Linked DNA regions of Mus musculus: all the other regions are linked to region 3. Evidence: chromatin contacts called from public HiChIP or PLAC-seq and promoter capture Hi-C data. All regions are on one chromosome and are shown on one strand. The core of a region is the stretch at or near the end of the contact, and the rest is flanking DNA. Distances in the headings are between cores, read along the strand shown.

Region 1 (4,128 bases), core at 6-2,505, 1.2 Mb after region 3:
GTGTACGGACATGCTATGAACTACCAGCACCAAATTTCAACTCAGCAAGAATGTGATCTGGGCTAGCAACTTTCATTAAACAATGTTTCCTGTGACCACCCAGGATCCAATGTATGAATATTTTTGCCTGCATGCAGCCACCAGTGCTGGACACTGAACCTGGGTCCTCTGGAAGAGCAGCCGGTGCTCTTACCTGCTGAGCCCTCTCTCCAGCCCTGCTTATTAGACTTCTAACACATCAAGAACTTCATTTCAACCAGACATGGTGGCGAATGCCTTTAATCCTAGCGTTCAATAGGCAAAGGCAGACAGAGTCCAGGCCAGACCCTACTACATAGCAAGACCGCCCCCCCCCCAGTCCCCCCCCCTCCAAAAAAAAAAAAAACCAATATCGAGTTCTCTGAGTAACTGGCTTAATCTCTTCCATGGCTCATTCATCCTGACCTCACAGAAATCCACCTCCTGAATGCTGGCATTAAAGGAGTGAGACACCGTGCCTACCACCATTCCCTTTATAAGGTGTGAAGAGTGGAGACCAGAGGACAACTGTATCTTTCCTAACACAGCCTCCATTTTTTTTTCCTCTAAGACTCACTACTTAGGCTACTGCGGTTCACCGAGTAGTCCCGAGTAGTCCCGGGGATCGGCCTGTCTTCCTCCCAGCTGGGTTTTCATAACAAGCCACCACGCTCACATTTTTAAAGCGATTTCCGATGATCAACCTCGGAGGTCCTGTGCTACAAAGCAAGCTCTTTACCGATTAAGCAACCTCCGCGGCCCTAAACAATGTGTTTTAACACACCACGTTATATATTTCAAACGTGTGCAATTTTTGTCACTTACACCTAAATAAATAAAGCTGGGGAAATTAAAATCTAATGAGGGCCGGGCATGGTGGTGCAGGTCTTTATTTCCAGCACTCCGTAGGCCTAGGCAGATAGATCTGGGTTCGAGGCCAGCCTAGTCAACAGATCGAGCTCCAGGAAAGTCAGGGCTACACAGAGAAAACCTGTCCTGAAATGAATGAATAAATCTACTAAGTAAGCTTAGTTGAGCCGAGAAAATTAAAATGAAAAATACTATAGTAGGCGCTTCAAGTTGCGAAGGCTTGACGATTGTACGCTTTTCTAGATTTGATAACCGACATTTCTGACCAAAACAAACAAACAGCGACTTTAAAAGGTTTTCGTGGGCTTACCGTTTGAGGAAGAGACATGGCGAAACCGGTCTGCGACGCCGGACTAGACGCAAAGCCAAGCCCACGGGCGAAACACATCCGTCTTCTTCACCCGTTGGGTGGGACTTCCGCTATCAAGGCTCCACCTTCTTAAAGGTTCCCCAAAAACCGCTAGCAGCTGGGGACCGACCGTTCAAACACTTGAACCTATGGGGGACCATTTCACCCAAAGAATGGACTGTCAGATGGTATTAGAAATTATCTCGAGCTGGCCGTGGTGGCACACACCTTTAATCCTAACACTCGGCACTAGGCAGGCAGGTTGGTGTCTGAGTTCGAGGCCAGCCTGGTCTACAGAGTGAATTCCAAGACAGCCAGGGCTACACAGAGAAACCCTGTCTCAAAAAATAAAACCAAATAAATAAATAAATAAATAAATAAATAAATAAATAAATAAATAAATAAATAAATAAATAAATGACTTTTTCCAACCATTGAAATCTGCTACGAGTAGAAGAACGAAGCTAAACGGTTTCAAAACAGCAGCAACGCAATAGCTCTAAGATAATTTTTATTTGTGGTATGAGATAAGGTCTTGTTATTTAGCCCAGGATAGCCTATCTGTTCACAGCAATCCTCTTGTCTCAGCCTGAAAAGCTGGGGTTAAAGGGGTGCACCACAGCCCAGCTCCATCGAACGTCGCGCGACGTCAGGGTTTCCTCTGCGCAGCCATGACGCATCTTGACCAGCAGGTGGCACTGCGGAGTCGCAGGTGCGGTGGACCGACCCTTTACCCAAGGCTGTGGGGATCTTGAGTTCCAAGTGTTTTTCCTGCTGTTGCAGCTACTCATTACTTACTACCTACTGATACATAATATTTCAACATAAAGATGAGCTGTAGCCGCACAGCTATCTGAACGTCACCACCAGTTATAGGCTGTTGTGAGCTGCTGGGTGTGAATGCTAGAAACCCTGGAAGAGAATCAAGTGCTCCTAAATTGCTGAGCCTTCTCTCCACCCCATAGCCAAATTACTTGACAATTACATCCTTATTCCAATGCCTGCACCTCTATCCGCTATATGGGGCCTTCAAGCTCATCTCTTCAATGGGTCCACTGCACCACAATGTTCAATGCCACCCTGACCCTGCCCACCCCCCACCCCCAACCCAATTACCTTCAACCTCCATCGTCTTCCTCTGGGCCTTCTCTCCTCCCTCCCCTTTACATTCCTGGTTTTCTCTAACTGGCTTACTCCTCTTCCCAGACAAGAAGTAAGACGCCTGCAAATTCTCCTCTCTTCCTACACAGGTTCTCAGCTTACACTACACTCTGAAGATGACCTATTCCTCTCCTCCCACCTCTATGCTGATGGTGCCCAATGTCTCCAGCCAGCATCTCTTCCCCAAGCTGTGCTTGCATATACTGTCTGCATATATTGTCTCTGGAGATCGCCCATAACAAACATGCCAAACTAGAGCCATGCTACACTCTGTTCCCTTACTCTACAACTCCATCACCAACACACACACACACACACACACACACACACACACACACACACACGAGAGAGAGAGAGAGAGAGAGAGAGAGAGAGAAGCAATCCAACAGCCTGTCCATCTATCAAACAGTCAAACAGTCTTTCCCCCACTGTTTCTGGTTCATTTTCCTTCTAGGATGGCTATAAAACCCTCTGGTCACTTTCCCCTTCCAAATAAATGTCCAAGTTGCAAACACAGTGGTCTACAGCCAATTATTTCCCTGCCTTTTAGTCCTAGGGTTAAATTTTTATTATTTTTTTTTTCCAACAGGGTCTCATGGTGGAGCTCTGGCTGGACTGAAACTCAGAGATCTGCCTGTGCCTTCCAAGCTCTGGAATTAAAGGTGTGCCCCACCACACCCAGCTCTATGGGTTTTCTGTTTTGTTTCCAGACAGGATTTCTGTTTAACAGCCCTGGCTGTTCTGAAACTCACTCTGTAAGATAAGGCTGGCCTCAAATTCACAGAGATTCAACTGCCTTTGCCTCCCGAGTGCTGGAATTAAAGGTGTGTCCCACCATGCCTACCTTCACGGATTCGTTCTTTAAAATGGGGACTGAAGAGCTGGCTCAATGGTTAAGAGCTGAGTTCAATTCCCAGCAACCGCGTGGTGGCTCACAACCATCTGTAATGGGACCTGATGCCCTCTTCTGCTGTCTCTAAAGACAGCTACAGTGTACTCATATAAACAAACTAAATAAATATTACTAACGTGGCCGGAGACCTCTACAACCTCTCCTAACTCCTTGCACTCGTTGCCCCAGAACGCGTCTTTACACCACCAATGCACACACTGCGTTCCCTCTCACTTCCACCTACCTTTTGTATGTTCTCCTCTTTCTTCGGTGCCCAGGGTTACTGTCCATGGTACACCGTTTCTCTCCACCCTCCTGTATGGTAGAAACAGCCCCTCAGCTAGAACACACTTCCTGGACCCGCATCTGTGGAACCCCTCTAGCCCAGTGTTTAGTTTGGCCTGCGCGAACCTCTCTGCTCCTCTAGGCTGTTGAGTCAGACTCGAGGAGACTGGCTTCCCCGTCAGGGTTCCCATAGCACCAGAAACAGCTGTTCTTTCTCAGCCTTGCACAACCTCGCGAAGATCCAGCGTCCAGAGCTGTGAAGATGGCTTACAGGCCTGAGTTGGGACCACCAGCACTTAAAAAGCCAGCTGTTTGTTCACCTTAGCGCTTGGGAGATAAGTGGTAGGAAGATTCCTGGAGCTCATTGGCCAGACATTTTAGCCAATCAATGAGCTCCAATCCAAAGAGCAGAGATGGAGGGCACAGTGTCCAGCCATGTCAACACTTCCTGAGCAGGACCCCGGGGATCTTTTGTCACTCTTCTCCCAGCATTTAGCACACTTAAAAAAAAAGTATTACTTTCATCACTCAACAAACCATGCGCTCCACAAGG
Region 2 (4,461 bases), core at 1,698-4,197, 1.1 Mb after region 3:
AATGAAAACTGATGCCCTCTTCTGGAGTGTCTGAAGACAGCTACAGTGTACTTAAATATAATAAATAAATAAATCTTTTTTTTAAAGTGATTTACAGTGTATATAAAAATGAAAAATGTTTTAGATTTCTTCCCTCTCTATGCTATTGTTATATTAAGATCTAAAGAGTTCAGAGTTTTAACATTAATCACTGGCATTCTTATGAGTTATTGATCTAGCTATGATAATCAGTGATCACAAGCTCAAGATTATGAATTTCCTATGGTTGTCTCTAAGTATAGACTTAAAAGGGCTTCTCATTGAGCTATCCAATCTGTGTATGCCCTATTCATGCTTTTACCTCAAACCCCTTTTTCAGGGTCCCCAAGCTTTTACTATGACTCAAAGGCAGGAATCTGCTGCCTTTTCTACAATGACAAGTTCAGTACACATTACACAGTGGTATGTTTACATGTCTAAAATTTATCTCATTTTGTAAACTTAAAAAATTCTTTTAAGGTTCAAAGAAACTACTTGAATCCACCTCTCATGATCAAAAGGACTCCAGATAAGAACTGTCAATCAACAGCGTGTTTCATCTCCTGCCTATTCAGCTTAGTCCTAAGGGTGGGGTTATCTTCTCCTTTTCTGTGGTCTTGGGATGCCCCACCCCCAACTAATAGGTCTAAAAGTTTAGAATGTTCAGCTAAGGAAAACAATTTATTCTAACCCCCTAAACATTATCCTCTGAACCTTATATATACAGATATGCTTCAGTAAAATGCTAGCTCCAGGTGTTTCCTCAAACTCTGCATGCCAGACAGCTTCAAAGCACCTGCCCCAAATGCCCCAAGAATGCATCTGCATGCCCCAGCTGCAGATGGCCCTGCAGAGCCTGGACAGTGAGGGAACAGCATGCTTTTTTTGAACCTAGACAGCATCCAGCTTTCTTGGGTCCCCAAAGATGTTCACACCCCGCCTTTTATATCTATCTGTCTGTCTGTTTATCTATAAACTACCTACCTAACTAACTACATACATACCTACCTACCTATCCTCAGTCTCCCCAAAATCTGATTACCCTGCTCTGAGGTAAGAAAAGGTCCCTCTTTTCCTCCCCATCTCCTCCCATGCCCTGACTTTATCAGTCCCTCCGGAGGTTATATCAATCTTGTCAAGCACAGGCAGGAAGAGACAGGTCCTCAGGACTGAGGGGCAGGAATGGAGTTGGAACCCACTGTGCTCCCATTCCTTGCATTCCAATTGTTTTTCCAGGGGGCCTCTGTCCACAGGGCAGGTCCCTGGCTCAGCTCAGGGGGAGGAACTCACACATCCTCCTCCCTCATCTCTCACTGAGTGACCCTGCACCAGGGTGCTGTGCTGTTTGCATTTGTTAACTCCACACAAACTGAGACATATATAAGAAGAGGATCCTGAATTGAGAAATTGCTTCCATCCAGGACGCTTTTGGGAAAGTCTATAAGGCATTTTTAAATTATTATGAATGATCAGTATGGAAAGGCTCAGCCCACTGGAGTTGGTCTTGGGTGGTGATCACGAATTGTATAAGACAGAAGACTGAGCAAGCCATAAACTACAAAGCTATTAGCACTGATCCTCATGGTCTCTGCTTCAGTTCCTACTTAGAATCCTCTCTCAAGGTCCTGCCATGAATCTCTTCAATGATAGACTGAGATGTGGAAGTGTAAACTGAAAGAAACCCTTTCTTCCTCAAGTTGCTTTTGGTCATGGGGTCTTATCACAGCAATGGAAACCCTCACTAAGACACAGGTGCACAAGGGCCTCACTCTGCTCCCTGCAGACACCACCCTCTCCTGCAGCTCAGCTCCTGCCCCTCCCTTGCCCTGGAGCAGCACCACTTTATAGCTCCTGGGGATCTGATGCCCTCTCTGGACCCGGAGGTAGCAGGAATTATCTGGCAGGTCTCATCTCCATTGGGTGGCAGGATCCTGGGGAAGGAACCAACAGCTCCTCCGCGGGCGCTGGTTATAAAGTCCAAGCAGCCCGAGGGCCTCAAATGCCCTGTATCCCAGATGGGACAATGGCGCAGCGAATGCTGCTCCTGCTGCTGGCGGCCGCCCTGACCCTGATCGAGACCCGCGCGGGTGAGTGCGGGGTCGGGAGGGAAACGGCCTCTGCGTGGAGGGGCGGGGACGGCACTGTGGAATCCGCGTCCCCCCGTCGCTCACAAGACCCTCCGCCCTTCTACACCCGCATCCGGAGCCCGGCGCCCTGCTCCCCTCCCGGCCCGCGCAGTGGGCCGGAGTCCCGTGAGGAGGTCCGGGTCTCACCGCGCGCCGCCCCCAGGCTCACACTCGATGCGGTATTTCGAGACCGCCTTGTCCCGCCCTGGCCTCCGGGAACCCCGATTCATCTCTGTCGGCTACGTGGACGACACGCAGTTCGTGCGCTTCGACGGCGACGCGGAGAATCCGAGGTATGAGCCGCGGGCTCCATGGATGGAGCACGAGGGGCGGGAGTATTGGGAGCGGGAGACACAGATCGCCAAGCGCAATGAGCAGAGTTTCCGAGGGAGCCTGAGGACCGCGCAGCGCTACTACAACCAGAGTGAAGGCGGTGAGTGACCCTGGGTGGGAGGTCACGAGCTCGAAATGTCCCTAGACAGGGGCCGGAGATCTCCAATCCCAAGTCTAGGTTCGGGAGCAGAACCGACCCAGGACCGGTTTCCCTTTCACTTTGGAGGAGTCCGCTGGTGGACTAGGCCAGGGCGAGCGGGGGCGGTGCGGGTGAGCGGCGCTGACCTTGGGATCCCGCAGGCCTTCACACGTTCCAGCTGTTGTTCGGCTGTGACGTGGGGTCGGACGGGCGCCTCCTCCGCGGATACCTACAGTTCGCTTATGATGGCCGAGATTACATCGCCCTGAACGAAGACTTGAACACGTGGACGGCGGCGGACCTGGCAGCGCTGATCACCCGACGCAAGTGGGAGCAGGCTGGTGCTGCAGAGCATTACAAGGCCTACCTAGAGGGCGAGTGCGTGGAGTCGCTCCGCAGATACCTGCAGCTCGGGAAGGAGACGCTGCTGCGCACAGGTGCAGGGGCCGCGGGCAGCTCCTCCCTCTGCCCTCGGGCTGGGGCTCAGTCCTGGGGAAGAAGAAACCCTCAGCTGGGGTGATGCCCCTGTCCCAGAAGGGAGAGTGTGTCCCTGGGTCTCTTGATCCCTTGTCACAGTGACTGCACTGACTCTTCCAGGGCTCAGCCTTCTCCCTGGACAGTGCCCAGGCTGTCTCAGGAGGGAAGGAGAGAATTTCCCTGAGGTGACAACAGCTGCTCCCTTCAGTTCCCCTATAGCCTCTGTCAGCCATGGCCTCTCCTAGTCTGGATTCTCTGCCCACACCCACTGTCTGTGGACATGGACTCCTGTCCTGCTGAGTGTGTCAGCCCTTACACCTCAGGACCTGAAGTCGCCTTTACCTGATGGGAGACATGGACTCCCCAACACTAGGCTGGTTGCCCCAGTTTCTAGAATTTTCAAAGAATACATTCTCCCAGATCCCTCCCTGTCTGTAACACAATTCTTTCTATTCCTACAGTGGTGAATGGTCACATGAGCCCTTATGGGCTACCCTGGAGGAATATAAATACTGGAATTTCTTTTTCTTTTTTCTCTTTTCTTTTTCTTCTTTCTTTTTTCTTTCTTTCTTTATTTTTTTTTTTTGAAGGCGTTATTTTGTTTCTAGTCAGTTTTTGTCTGCACTGGAGTGATCCTGTTTCTCCCTGCCCTCCTATTATCATTTGTATCAGTCTACATTGCTAACCTGGATAATTACACAAGATAAGTCAGGGTTCTCATTAAAAGATCGATTATTGTGAGATTACACTGTTTCCTGTCAGACCTAAACATGCAGAAGCCTCCTGCTGTCTCTCTGCCCCCACAAATTACAGTGCTCCCCCTAGTGAATCAGGAATTGGACTTTCTGAGTGACAGGGTCTTCTGAAATCCAGGGCTATAGTGAGCCCTCCCTGTGGGCCCAGTGTGTTCCAGTGAGTGCTGCACTGGGGTCCACAGCTCACTCCAGGGGTCCTGTGTAACATACCTGTACCTTGTCCCCCAGAGTCAGGGGCAGGGAGTCATTTTCTCTGGCTGCACACTTTGTGATGGCTGTTCACTTGAACTGACAGTTAATGTTGGTCTGCAAGATGACCACAGTGGAAGACTCAGTGGTGGCATCCTACCAAGAGCATATGGCCCTAATATCTGATCTTGAAATGAACTCAAACACATATTAAATTACTTTTTTGCCATTCCCTCTTCCATTCTTTGACTACCTCATTTATGCTATTGAACATCACATAAGGATGACCATGTTGATGGATTCTCTCTTGGCTTCTGAGTCCCAAAAGAAAATGTGCAGTTCTGTGCTGAGAGGACCAGCTCTGCCTGCAGGTCACCAGTGCCATGACAGTTGAAGTGTCAAACAGACATATTGTTCAGTGTCT
Region 3 (4,411 bases), core at 1,264-3,763:
ATTCATCCCTGAAGGCAAATGTTTTAGGACTTGCCTAGCTGTGCTGACATACGGTTATGCAATCCCAACACTGAAGAGTTTGACTTTTTGTAATTCAACAACTCCAGCCAGCCACTACTACTTCACAGTTTATTGCCATGTCTTAAATTTCATTCATGTTCCAATGCTATGAAGTTGTCTAGAAATAAAGATGAAGCTTTTCATGTCCCTTTATCGTCCATAATCTGGCATAATAGAACCTGTGAACTCAGCCAAGACCTTGGAGTTAATCAGGTTTAAGTCAAAATCTTCTATCATTCATAAACAATGTGACGGTGGACACATTTAATTTTGATGCCTGATTTCCAATCAAGGAAATATTAAATTTAATACATGATAGGAAAGAAGATCTGCACTTCAAGTCTGTTACCCCTCATGTCCTAGAGCTTGAGTGGTTCAGGAACACACACACACACACACACACACACACACACACACAGTAGTCTCAGCTCTCAGGTGGCCAAAGTAGGACAATTCTGAGTTCGAGGCCAGCTTAGAATAATACATAATAATAAGACTCTGTCTTGACAAACAAAACAATTTCCCAGGCCAGGGATATGATTCAGTGTGTGACCAGTAGGGAGATATATATATGCACAATGCACAAAGGCCCTGGGTTCAATTTCCAACACTAAAAAGTATCAAATAATGAAAACAAAACTGTATATGCTAGCTTATAAATAGGGGTGATAACAGTTAACACTCACCTACTGTGTGCCAGGCACTGTTCAAAGCACTCTGTGTATTTAACTCTTGTTACCAACTTATGTTTCCATGGGACGAATAGGGGCACAGAGGGGTTAGGTACATGCTCATGGGTATCATCTAGAAAGTAGCAGAATCAAGACTCAAATCTAAGGAGCCTTAAGTTCTTATTCACATTGAAACTTTCTCTGCCTGGTGAGGATAAGCAAGGTGTTGTATTGGGAGACGGATTACTTCCTGAAAAAAACTAAAAAGCTTGTGATTGATCGATTGGGGGTGGGGGTGCGTGCCACATCATACGTGTGAAGGTCAGAGGACAACTTGAAGGAGTCAGTTCTCTTCCACTATATGGATCCCAGAGTTGAAACTCAGGCCATCAGGCAGCAAGGGCCTCTACTTGGTAAGACATCTTGCCAGGCCAGAGGGCTGTGGTTCTTTTTAAATTAAAAGCACTAAGTGTGTTCACAAGTTATATATGTGATATCTGTCATAAAGCATGCATAGAAAGACTCTTGTGCAAGTTTTATCTATTCTATCAACCATGATAATTTCTGTATCCCCCAGATTGTTGAATTCAGTATCAATACCTAGAGCCTTGAAATCGAGGTCCTTTTTGTTTCTTGCATTTCTTTTAAATTTGTTTGAGAAACAGTTGACAGGAAAGCCCATGATAGACCCAAGAAGTCAAATTCCACCACCATTTACACATGACAAACTTGAAGGAGAATGATATGAAATGATTTCTACATCTCAAATAACCAACCAGACACTGTTGTTTTAGCTGAGTACAGTTTGAGGCCTGAGGGCTCCTCATTTCTGGTCTGATAGGAAGTATTCCAGTATAACATGTTAAAAACAAACTCACAGAGTAGGAGCATAGCTCAGTCTGAGCATGCTTAGCATGTGCAAGGTCCCAGATTCAATCCCCAGCCCAAGGGGGGGGGGGGCGAGGCACAATAAACTTTAAACGGGTTTATTTGAGCAAATAGCTATTTCTGAATCAGGCAAAAGTGGTTCAGTGGGCCACAGCCGGGAAACATAGGGAACATTTTGATAGGATGAACACAGAAGTAAAACAAAGAAACATTTGGGTGGATGCTGGACACTGTAGCTCATGATTATAATCCTAGCTCTCTGGAGGTTGACACAAGAGGATCAGGAGTTCAAAGGCCATCCTCTGCCTCTCAAGTAGAACTGAAGGCCAACCTGGGCTTCATGAGGCCCTACTGGAAAGAAGGGAGGGCGGGAGAGAGAGAAGCAGGCAGGGAGAGAAGGAAAGAAACCTCAAGACAGGCAGAGACAACGGAGGCAGAGAGGAAGGAAAGGAGACTAAGGACAAAAATATTTGATTGGCTACAGTTACCATATTTGGTGTAGTCCAGTGGAAACTATAGCTAGATATTTCTTGGCTCCTCCTATCAGAGCGCACTTGGCTTTAACTGTTGCATAAACAGAAAAGTGGATGATACTGCTCCATCTAGTCTCACTCAGGCTTAACTCTTAGACAACGCCCACTTTTAAGGAAAACTGGGGGCGGGGTGCTCAGAGTGGAGTATGCCCTTCTTATACAAAGTATCTTTATAGCTGCCCTTAGGAGGAATGCTGAATTTCTTCCTTAATCCCTGGAAGGGCAACCAGAACCAGGAACACAGACCTGGTTAGCTAGCGATAGACTTAGGACAATTTGATCTTGTAAGTTGTGTCTAATTGGCTCACCTGTTAAGCACAGTTTCTATCCCCCTTGAAGGACTTGTAAAGGAATACTGGGATGTGGCTATGTAACAAAACCAAAACTTGGGCATGTGCCGAGTTTATCCCATATTGGAGGTTCTTGTTTGTTGTGGTTAGCGGTAAGACAGGGTTTTACTATGTAGCTCTGGCTGGCCTCGAACTCACAGAAATTTCTGGCCTTTGCCTCCCAGCGCAAGGCCCGCAACACTGTCTAGCATTAAATATTTTTGTCTCGCCTTCCGAACCTTCTTGGAGTTTTCCCCCTCAGGCTAACCACAGCTCAGCGGAGCGCTTCCTACTGCTGGGTTTCAGCGACTGGCCCTCTCTGCAGCCTGTCCTCTTCGCACTGGTCCTTCTCTGCTACCTACTAACGCTCACCGGCAACGCGGCGTTGGTGCTGCTGGCCATTCGCGACCCTCGCCTGCACACACCCATGTACTACTTCCTTTGCCACTTGGCTCTGGTGGATGTGGGTTTCACCACTAGTGTGGTGCCACCGCTGCTGGCCAGCCTGCGCGGCTCAATGCTGCAGCTACCGCGCGCTGGGTGCATGGCTCAGCTGTGCTCATCGCTGGCGCTGGGCTCCGCCGAGTGCGTGCTGCTGGCCGTCATGGCGCTGGACCGCGCGGCTGCGGTATGCAACCCTCTGCGCTACACCTCACTGGCCTCGCCGCTACTGTGCCGCACGCTGGCCGGAGTCTCCTGGCTCGGTGGCCTGGCCAACTCCGCGGCGCAGACCGCCCTGCTGGCCGCGCGTCCCCTGTGCGCACCCCGCTGTCTGGACCATTTCATCTGCGAGTTGCCGGCGCTGCTGCAGCTGGCCTGCCGCGGCGGCCGCAGCGCCACCGAGCGCCAGATGTTCGCCGCGCGTGTGGTCATCCTGTTGGTGCCTTCGGCGGTCATCCTGGCCTCCTACATCGCCGTGGGCCGCGCGGTCTGGGGCATGCACTCCAGCTCTGGCTGGCGGAAAGCGGCGAGCACATGTGGCTCTCACTTGACCGCGGTCTGCCTATTTTATGGCTCTGCCACCTACACCTACCTGCAACCCACGCATAGTTACAACCAGGGCCGTGGCAAATTCGTCTCGCTCTTCTACACGGTGGTCACTCCCGCTCTCAATCCTCTCATCTACACACTGAGGAACAAGGAAGTGAAGGGGGCGGCACTGAGGCTCTTGCGGAGTCTGGGGAGGCCATAGGTGGGACAGTGAAAAAACTGAGAAGGGCTCAGAGTCCTGGAAATAGGATGCTCATAATTTTTGTCTGTGCATAAGGATCTGCAAGTTTTGTGCTCCGTGAGTTCTGGGTTAGTAGCGAGATTCTTTTCTCTCACCGGGTAGGGTTTGAATTCTTGCGGGGTGCGGAGAGGGGACTCCTGAAATATATAAACACTCTTAAATGGTGATGTGGTAAATGGCTCTTGGGACTCTCAGTAAGGAGGGAAGCAGGATGCAGGAGGGGGTCAGATGCACTCTGAGGAGACTTTGTACCAGCCCTGAAGAATCCACCTGGAGATAAGATGATGAGCACCCTGGTGCTGACCTTTATTTTTTTCTCCAGGCTTACAAAAGACCTTAAAAAATTCCATGACCTCGCCCATCAGGTGGAGTCTCTCTCGGGTTAACAAAGAAGTTATGGGCCCCACCTTACAGAGATCTCTTCCAGAAACAAGACATGGTTTCCATTCTTGGGGAGCCAGTCCAGCTAATGCAAACCTAGCCAGGTCACCATGCCCACTACAGAACGTCAAAGAATGTCTGCAAATAATAGGCAATTGTGCTGGCCCTGGTTAAACTGGGACTCCCATCTGCCGGATAGGATAAGGCTCTTCCCCTTCCTTGCCCACCCGACACGTGGAGAGGGTGTTAGGTTTTATTTCATACCAAATATCTTTAAGAAGATGATGACTGAATTTAAATAATTTATTAGACTATGAT

Evidence for each region. Promoter capture Hi-C pulls out the DNA fragments that hold promoters and counts their contacts. HiChIP or PLAC-seq counts read pairs in DNA pulled down with a chosen protein or histone mark.
Region 1: a promoter capture Hi-C map of embryonic stem cells shows a contact between it and region 3, with 4 times the contacts expected there. The contact joins the promoter of A930015D03Rik here to the promoter of Olfr94 in region 3. A contact is called at or near these places in 2 of 39 promoter capture datasets (embryonic stem cells and hippocampal neurons).
Region 2: a contact with region 3 is called in an H3K27ac HiChIP or PLAC-seq map of embryonic stem cells, with 2.1 times the contacts expected there. The contact joins the promoter of 2410017I17Rik here to the promoter of Olfr94 in region 3. A contact is called at or near these places in 2 of 39 promoter capture datasets (embryonic stem cells and hippocampal neurons) and 2 of 115 datasets of contacts at active chromatin or transcription factors (both in embryonic stem cells).

Annotation. Positions count from the first base shown.
Region 1 is chr17:35,991,631-35,995,758 of GRCm38.p6, reverse strand. It overlaps A930015D03Rik (RIKEN cDNA A930015D03 gene), which reads right to left and starts at 1,255. Exons shown (of 2, transcript NR_015618.2): 1 at 1,199-1,255.
Region 2 is chr17:36,143,504-36,147,964 of GRCm38.p6, reverse strand. It overlaps 2410017I17Rik (RIKEN cDNA 2410017I17 gene), which reads right to left and starts at 2,947. Exons shown (of 4, transcript NR_033517.1): 1 at 2,763-2,947. It overlaps Gm10499 (predicted gene 10499), which reads left to right and starts at 2,016. Exons shown (of 8, transcript NM_001370818.1): 1 at 2,016-2,105; 2 at 2,308-2,577; 3 at 2,778-3,053. The coding sequence starts at 2,042. It also overlaps a transcript of Gm8909 not described here.
Region 3 is chr17:37,196,068-37,200,478 of GRCm38.p6, reverse strand. Olfr94 (olfactory receptor 94) reads left to right here and starts at 2,513. Exons shown (of 1, transcript NM_001011518.1): 1 at 2,513-3,673. The coding sequence starts at 2,513. The coding sequence ends at 3,673. Ubd (ubiquitin D) reads right to left here. Exons shown (of 2, transcript NM_023137.3): 2 at 4,378-4,411.